Regions from separate parts of the Mus musculus genome. Here regions 1 and 3 are each linked to region 2. A link is a contact called in public Hi-C and HiCAR-type data. All regions are on one chromosome and are shown on one strand. The core of a region is the stretch at or near the end of the contact, and the rest is flanking DNA. Distances in the headings are between cores, read along the strand shown.

What was found. Hi-C and Micro-C count contacts between places; a contact is called where the count stands out from the background. HiCAR-type assays count read pairs that join an accessible place to other places.
Region 1: a HiCAR-type map of fibro-adipogenic progenitors shows a contact between it and region 2, with 3 times the contacts expected there. The contact joins two enhancer-like sites. A contact is called at or near these places in 3 of 484 Hi-C or Micro-C datasets (embryonic fibroblasts, nephron progenitors and uterus) and 1 of 115 datasets of contacts at active chromatin or transcription factors (fibro-adipogenic progenitors).
Region 3: a contact with region 2 is called in a Hi-C map of uterus, with 2.7 times the contacts expected there. The contact joins two enhancer-like sites. A contact is called at or near these places in 9 of 484 Hi-C or Micro-C datasets (the N1E-115 cell line, embryonic stem cells, nephron progenitors and 1 more) and 1 of 115 datasets of contacts at active chromatin or transcription factors (fibro-adipogenic progenitors).

The regions. Positions count from the first base shown.
Region 1 is chr1:186,012,669-186,015,368 of GRCm38.p6, reverse strand. No RefSeq gene overlaps it. Among named protein-coding and RNA genes, the nearest start is that of Lyplal1, 100 kb to the left of the region's middle. Within about 2 kb of position 1,323, at least 11 of the 459 cell types and tissues checked have an H3K27ac peak or open chromatin away from gene starts, as enhancers often do. A contact at or near this core is called in fibro-adipogenic progenitors, where this site is marked.
Region 2 is chr1:186,181,377-186,184,076 of GRCm38.p6, reverse strand. No RefSeq gene overlaps it. Among named protein-coding and RNA genes, the nearest start is that of Gm35201, 45 kb to the right of the region's middle. Within about 2 kb of position 1,281, at least 99 of the 459 cell types and tissues checked have an H3K27ac peak or open chromatin away from gene starts, as enhancers often do. A contact at or near this core is called in fibro-adipogenic progenitors and uterus, where this site is marked.
Region 3 is chr1:186,346,409-186,349,108 of GRCm38.p6, reverse strand. No RefSeq gene overlaps it. Among named protein-coding and RNA genes, the nearest start is that of Gm35341, 60 kb to the left of the region's middle. Within about 2 kb of position 1,263, at least 19 of the 459 cell types and tissues checked have an H3K27ac peak or open chromatin away from gene starts, as enhancers often do. A contact at or near this core is called in uterus, where this site is marked.

The DNA.
Region 1 (2,700 bases), core at 74-2,573, 170 kb after region 2:
ACAATTTCATCGTGAAGTGTGAGAAGGTCTCCTGAATGGAGAAATAGCACACAGTCACGAAGAGCCTAGCTTGCAAATGGCTGTTGTGGCTTTTCATTGGCATTGATTGGACTGTTTGAAGACTTTAGTTTCCATCATCAATGGAATCTAGTGATTTTCACTAATGGATTTATGAAAGCGACTTCAATATGTCAGGATGGCATTTCTGAAATCCTCAGGAAGGAATGGAGAAGGTAGAAGGAACTCGTATTGCTCATGGTCATTATAGTAAACTTTTACCTGGTGCTAACAAAATGCAGAGCCAAATAATGCACATAGGATCATGACAAATGCCTCTAACCACTCAATGAATGCCATTTTAGAGTTGGGGACACTGAGGCTTGGAGAGGTAAACATAACAAACAGATGGGGGCAGGGCTACATAAAGAAGATATGAAGATTTAAATTCAACCCTGCCACTAAAATAGCCAAATCATTCCATTATGTACCCTGCTCATGAATGTGTCATGCGTTTGAACAACAGGACCACAGCAAATGGAACAACCAAGCCATTTAGCTACAAAGGGAATAAAAACATATTGATGTATGAACTATCTCCCTTCTGTATATTCTTCCTTCCTGTCTCCCCCCACTAATTCTCAAGGGAAACAAATGAGGGGGCATCATTTCAAAAATCCCAAACATCCTTCTACATCTTCATGCTCTAGGTATCCACAAGGCGTTTCAGAAGAGAGGATTTCAAAGATGCTTAAGGTGCTGCAGCCTGGGCTTTGTACAGAGGCAGGAAACACATCCTTGAGGTCACTTTCTTCTAAACTGATGTATTCTTTCCAGAGTGATAATAATCTTTTTTTGAAATGCAGGTCTAAGATGGAAGGAATTTTTATCTGGAAGAGTAATATAAATTAGCTTTGACTGCCAGTTTCCACTGATTACTACTTTCCAGGCGGAATTCCTACAAATTCTTGAGGCATGACCTCTAGTGAAAAAATAAAACCCCTTTAAAAACTTGTTGAGAAATTCCAGATAACTTTCACAAGAGACTTAATTTTAGAGCATTAGCACAACCTTGGTTGGGAAGATAAAGCTGCAGTGCAGTTATTTGGTAAAAGTCATTACTTCATGATGAAGTCATTGGAGACTATTTTACTCTGCTTATCTGCCTCTCTCTCTCTCTCTCTCTCTCTCTCTCTCTCTCTCTCTCTCTCTCTCTTTTAAACTTGGGTCCTTTCCCCTAAAACTGATTTTATTATGCATTACTCAATGCACTCTGGATTCACCCTATAAAAGTATAAAGTGTTTCAACAGATAGCCAGTTGGAGGTTATCTGAGCCTGAACCTACCAGGGTGAGCAAACACGATTGTAAGCTATCACATCTCTGTAATATGTATCGTGCATGATCACATGCATTTGGCCTTGGAAAGCACAAAAGAAGCTTAAACAATATTGCATAATTTCAAATGGCTAGAAAAGCAGATTATGAATGTCCTCAGCACAAAGACATGATAGCTGTTTGAGATGATGGATAGCCTAAATACCCTGATCTGATCACTATGTCATGTACAAATGTACAGAAATATAATACTGAACCCCATAAAGGGGCATGATATCTGTCAATCAAAGACACTGTTTAATGGGGCAGAAGCATGGGCTCAGCAGTTAAGAAAACATCCGCTACTTGCAGAGAATCCAAGTTTGGATTGCAGCCCCATGTGGTGCCTCACAACCCAATACAGGGGAACTGATGCCATCTTCTGGCCTCCACAGGCACCAGCTACTCTGGTAGTGCACACATATACATTCAGGCAAAGCACTCACACATAAAGTAGAAATAAAGTGTTCAAAATAATTTCTTAAAAATATCATCTAGAAAGCAACAAATGAGAAGGAACTGGCTCACAGAGGCTCCTGTGTAGCCATTTAGGGAAGGCATTTAGGCATAGCAAAGTGAAAACATGTATACTAGAATTTTTAGAAGGCTTTATAGACCATGGTGTGGTCCTGTATCCCCCCCCCCCCTCATTGGACAGATGGGGAAAGTTGGAGTCAGAAAACTGAGGTGATTCGTCCAAGAACTCATGACTTAAACAGTGCGGTGGCTGTGGTTCTCATCCAGGAATGTCTGACTGTACTGTTGGTTCTCCTCCCACTGCAGAGAGTCACTGTTCCTTGAGCTGCCTGAGATGGAAGAACACAGAGACTTCAGCCACAGGGGCGAAAACTATCAGGGTTCAGAGTGGAGCCAAGACAGAACGCTGTTACTGCCCACTACTTTTTCTGAAACTTTAACTTTCTTGAAGCTGACTTTTAAAAATCAAATTTCCTTGACTATATCTGAATATGTTAAGAAAAGCTATCATGAATTATTTTCTTTAGGGGCATTTATATGGATTTTGAAGTATTTTGTTGTTGCAAAAAGGTATCTGATATAAAGACTAGGGGAAGGAAGGCTTTGCTCTGGCTTACAGTCCAATGGTCTGTCATGGTGGGGCTGCCATGGGCAGGATGGAATGGGCACACTGCTTCTACAGTCTGGGAGCAGAGCACTGTGAATTCATCCTTAGCTGGCTTTCTCCATCTAATGCAAGGCAGGTCCCTAGCGTGTGGAAAATGTAGCCAGTATTTTGGATGGTTCTTCCCACTTCAGTTAATATCCTCTAGATAATCCCCCATAGGCAAGCTCAGAGGTCTACCTCCTA
Region 2 (2,700 bases), core at 32-2,531:
CATTGTTCAACTGGATCACCAGTCTACAGAGAAAGCAGCTCTGTGACCAGGCTGAACTGGCTGACTAAGGAGCAGAGATATGAAGCTATTCCAGGGGCAGAGAGAGAGAGAGAGAGAGAGAGAGAGAGAGAGAGAGAGAGAGAGAGAGAGAGAACTATGTAAAAGTAAAAGCAAAGGAAAGTGGGGGGAGGAGCGGGGAGGGTTCGGCAGCCAACAGCTTCGATGGAGAAAGCTAAGTTCAGAACCAGTCATCCAGATTGGTCTGCGGCTGCTCACAAGAACAGTAAGGTTTTCCTTCCTTCTCTCTGAGTGGGAACAGTGTCAAGACAGGCATTTGTACATGATCGTTGCAAAGGGCAAGCAGAATAGCTCAGTGGGTAAAGAGCTTGCCAGGCAAACGTGAGGACCAGAGTTCAGATCCCCAACCCCTTAGTAGAAAAGTCAGGTGTGGTGTCATTCTCTGCCCTGAGGAGCAGATCTAGGCAGGTGCCTGGGGCTTATAGACCATTTAGACTCATTGGTGAATTCCAGCGCCCATCGAGGAGGGAATTTGTCTCACAAATCAGAGTGAAGGATGCCTCGCCACCTCCCAGTGCGGAAACATGTTGCCACGTTATACAAACCGTCCCTTTCTCTGCCTGTCCATGTGGTTCATCTGCCCTGTGCATCTCAGAACAAAGAAAAAAAAATCTTGCAGGCTGGTTGTAAAGGTTTTGTTCACAGAGGCTGGCCCCAGGGCTAAATGGGTGAGTCCTGCCAGCCACCAAACCTAGCCTGTATACCTGTATACACGTGCAGCATTTCTCTAAGCAAACTGTTTCCTTAATATGGTAAAATCTGCGGCAGCCAAGGGGAAAAACCTGTGATCTCAGAACCCAAAACTGATGACGGAGTCACAGCCCCATATTCCTGAAAAGCACTCAGGCTTTCTTTCTGATCAAACCAGAAGCAAGCAGGAGAGCTGGGGGATGGGGGCGTGCTGTTCACCGCTCACTCTCAACAAACTCTTTCTCCCGTGAGGCAGAGAGCACAGTGGTTTAATTCACAGCTTCTGGGGCTTTTAAAAAATACTAAACCATTCAAAAGTTTTCTATACTAACCAGCGTATCTAAAGATCCACAGGGATAAATAAACGCGGTGAGCTGGCAGGGGCCTTCGGTGGCATAATGACTGCTGGTTATAAACAGTAAACAAGATATAATCAGCAAGCACAGACGACTGCCCAGTCACGCGGGGCATAAATCATTAGCCGAATGACTTCAGCAGCACTGTCTCCGAAGCAAAATTAAGCCGACGGTTCCCCCTGTGGCAATAATGAAGTACTGTAATGCTGGCATAAATAAATAAGTAACCCAGAGAAGAAGGCTTTGTTGTGCCTTGGAAATGATCGAAGGTTAACGTCTCATAAATAACTGTGTAGCGCAGCTCTCATCTCGGGGAAGCCCTTTGCAGGGGTCAGGAGTTAGGGAGGACGTTGTTGTCTACTCCTGTAGACATGGAGATAGGCACGGTGCCTGCTCCCACAGTCCCTGCAGCTAGCGTGTGCTGTAGGTAGGGCATGGAGTCGCTGACATATTACCAATCTCAAAATGACAAATTTCTCTCTACTGTAAAGGCAGATATCATTCACTGATTCAGAAAGAGCCAAAGAAATGCTAAGCAGAACACAGGACAGAGAGAGGACAAACCTCTAGCTGGCCAGGGGCTCTCAAGCTAGATTGCCAACGACCTGAAAGGGAAAAATTTTCAATTCTGACTTTGGCCACAGGACCCAGCCATATGTCTTCCACATTCATTTTGCTGAGTGCCAAAGTTCATTTAAAAAAAAAAAAAAAAAGAAAGAAAGAAAGAAAAAAAGAACTGGCTAATCACTTGTTCCTCTTGGATAAGTGAACTTGGCTATGGGACGTGATCACACAAAAAGACTCCAGGGAACATCTTGATCCCTGGCTGTGCTGACTCAATATCTTGTATTTCTCACTCCAATTTCTTTATCTGTTTTACGAAGTCAATATAGCTTTATCACCATCTCTGAAAAGGAGAGATCTGGGCGAACTGCTGTGAGCTCGCTGACTTGTAAACACAGCCACATTTGTATCTTTTCACAGTGCTGGGCTTTATTAAATAACAATCAGCTAGGTTGGTTTTATTGGCAACATTTGTCAAGGAGTCCCAAAGTCTCCAGGTAGCTGGCTGAAGAAATAGGTTCTTTTATTCTAAGCTCAGATCACACATTACAACAGCAATTATACCACACACACACACTACACAGTAAATATATCAATACTATATAGACATAAAACTTATGTTAGGTTACACATGGCTACCACTGCAGAATTCTACACTGTACAAATAGCAAACAGAGAGAACAGTTAAAACAGACTGTGTCACCAGTGAAGGCAAATCAAGCTGAAGACCCTGGGATGCTGGAATGTTCCCTGCCTGTTGTCCCTTTAAAGCACACACAAGGTATCAGGTGACAGATCAGCAGAGTCACCACTGTACATGGCAGTATTATATGTTCCAGGTGAGGAAGTTTCCTCTTTCCTAAGGCTGGGTGCTTTCCTGATATGATTGAAATAAGCTCATGTGCTTAGATCATCTCAATGTACCTTAATTACATATGGTAGCATGTTTTCTCCTTCCAGGAACCAATCATTCATCAGCCTGTGCCTCATTGGCTGACAGAGCGAGCCATTT
Region 3 (2,700 bases), core at 14-2,513, 170 kb before region 2:
TTTCCCCCCAGCCTTCAGTGGTCACTCCCACAGTGATGGTCTCTGACTCCTCTAGCAATGATCTTATCATGGCTGCAAGTTTATGTTTCTTTTGTCGCCAGCAGAGCTTCCTGTAGGTGACCCAAGTTCACCTGGACCAACAGAATTCATCACGACACTTTCCCACTTCAAAGACTGAAAGAAATTCTATCACTCAGCTGCTTCATTACTGCTTATTTTATTTTATTTTTATTACTGGAGCCTGTTCATTCTGCTTCTGAGATTTCTAAGAAATTAACCCCTTTCTACTCTCCTTGGTCTGATTTGAATCTGGGTAATCAAAATGCCAGTCCCTCCCCTGAGCTTCCACACGATTCAAAACCCATTTATCATGCAGTGACTACTAGCTTCATCTTAAGAGTCTCTTAGTAAAGGTATTCTGGGAACAAAATGTCCCTGTTCTCCGCATCCTTCCCTGATTTCCCTTCCCAGCCCAGCAATAGCATCCACAGGTTTTCTGTGACACCCTCTGGATGGAGATTACTTGGTCCTACTTGCCTTTGGAATAGCTCTGATTACACTCTTAGGGGTGGGGATTTAAGAGGCAGCATTTCTGCAAGCATATGCAACAGTCTTCCAGCAGAAAATTTCCCCAGCTGATAGTAAAGGGTTGCTCTGTGCTGGAGTTTCGAGTTCACTATTTTCAGTGACACAAGGGGCATCTCAGGGGGTTGGCCACTGACTAGCAAAGGATTATAAAACCCATGCAGAGAGCATTCCTTTAAAGCAAGGTAAATCCAGCACCTATGTCCCGGGGATAAACAGACAGCATGACTCACCTTACAACGCCAAGTTAGAAACACTCATCTCTGAGTGGGATGAGAGTTTCTGTGAGAATAATCAAAACACATTTGGAAAACACCATTGCACAAACTTGGTGTCATGATGACTTTATAATTCTTTCTAGCTATAAACTATTTAACGTTCTTCAATAAAAGATCGGAAAGGACCAAAGAACATGTAATTTTCTTTGGAAAAAAAAATCCCTGGCTTAAACACAGTGAAAAGGTTTGTGTGGGTTCAAAAGGGGCGACATAGACACTATTTTTGCTATCATTGGCTTGCTTTCAACATTGGTGTCCAAAACAAATGAATCTGCATGGAAGTAGTTAGGGGCTGAGGCAAACTAAGCCAATTCTTTTAAAGATACTATTGCTGCGCTATCCTCCCCCATTTCAAATCTGTGCTGGAAGATAGAATCCACTTCAGCTCAATGAGTCACTTCAACATCCTTGCCAGGACAATTAAACTTCCAGTATAAAACATGACCCAAAGCCTGCCCTCCACCACACCATTCCACTTCAACCTCCCCCCACCCCACAGGGTCAGCGCTTGACATTCAAGAGCTTACAATTTCAACTGCTTAGCCAATGTAACCAACTTAATGCTTTTACAAATGATTTGCACCCTTCAGCACATTGGGTGATATAGAAAACGTGGTGTCAGTTCCTCCGCCTGTCTGAGCAACATTACACATTCCTCTTGTCCGTGGTGGAGGCAGTCTTTGCAGGATGAGGAAAGACAAGAAGCCAGCTCTCCATCTACTACTCTTTCTTCCTGAACTGACCCTCGAGGGAAGGACGAAGGGAGGAAGAATTTCAGTAACCACGGCCAAGAAAAAGATGTATAGCTCGGGCAGCCCTGTCACAGACGGTCGCATGAAGTCTTGGGGATTAAACTTCTTGAACTACCAGTTACTGAAGCAGTTAATACATCTTGCAAATTTGCGGTTGCCTTATTGCTAACAGCTGAGACGCCTTCCTTCCTCCGCTCGGTCACTATTGATGTCTTGCCATATTTTGAATATAATCCCCTCAACAGCATTACCTCATTTTTTTACTCCACTCTTGCAGATTAGCTCATCTAAGTTATGTTCTATGGTGTGGTGTATTGGTGGTGTGTGTTAACTGTGTCTTAATTTTTCATTCTTAAAAGCATCTCTGGTCATAAAAGTTGCTTCCTGAGTATCTATATCTCTCTATCTCTCTATCTCTCTGTCTCTCTATCTCTCTATCTACCTATCTATCCATCCATCCATCCATCCATCCATCCATCTATCTATCTATCTATCTATCTATCTATCTATCTATCTATCTATCTATCTTGACACCGCATGCTCCACCTGTGCATGAGGCATCTCACTCTTCCTTGATGTTTATAGCAGGGTGGCTAATGTGTAAAAAGAGGTGTTTTTGTATTGCTTTCCTTTTCAATTGTTTGTGAAGCTCACTCTCTTAGTAGGGATATTAATTTAGTGTAATTGTGATGGAGATTCCCATGGTTCTTCATTCAAAAGCAGCTTTTTATTTGTTGAAGATATTAGTTTTGTTTTTGTTGGTTTTTTTGTTTGTTTGTTTTGCATATACTTAAAAGAAATACACAGTCTACGCTTCCTGAGACTCAGAATTCAGTATTAAAGACGATCAAACTCAATCTAAATAAAATAACCCAAAGCATAGTGGAGCTCTATTATCCCCTGTTCTGCATCCTGATGTACCCGGCAGTTTCATTGCAAATTTAATGAAGTCTGCTTTCCCTCTACTTATCCAAATTACAGCCCTCAGAGTAAACATTCGCACAGAGGTTCTGTGCCTCTCTGTCCCTGAGGTTTGCCCCCTTTGGTAACTGAAACAAGCAGCACACAATTTCTATCTCTGTCTC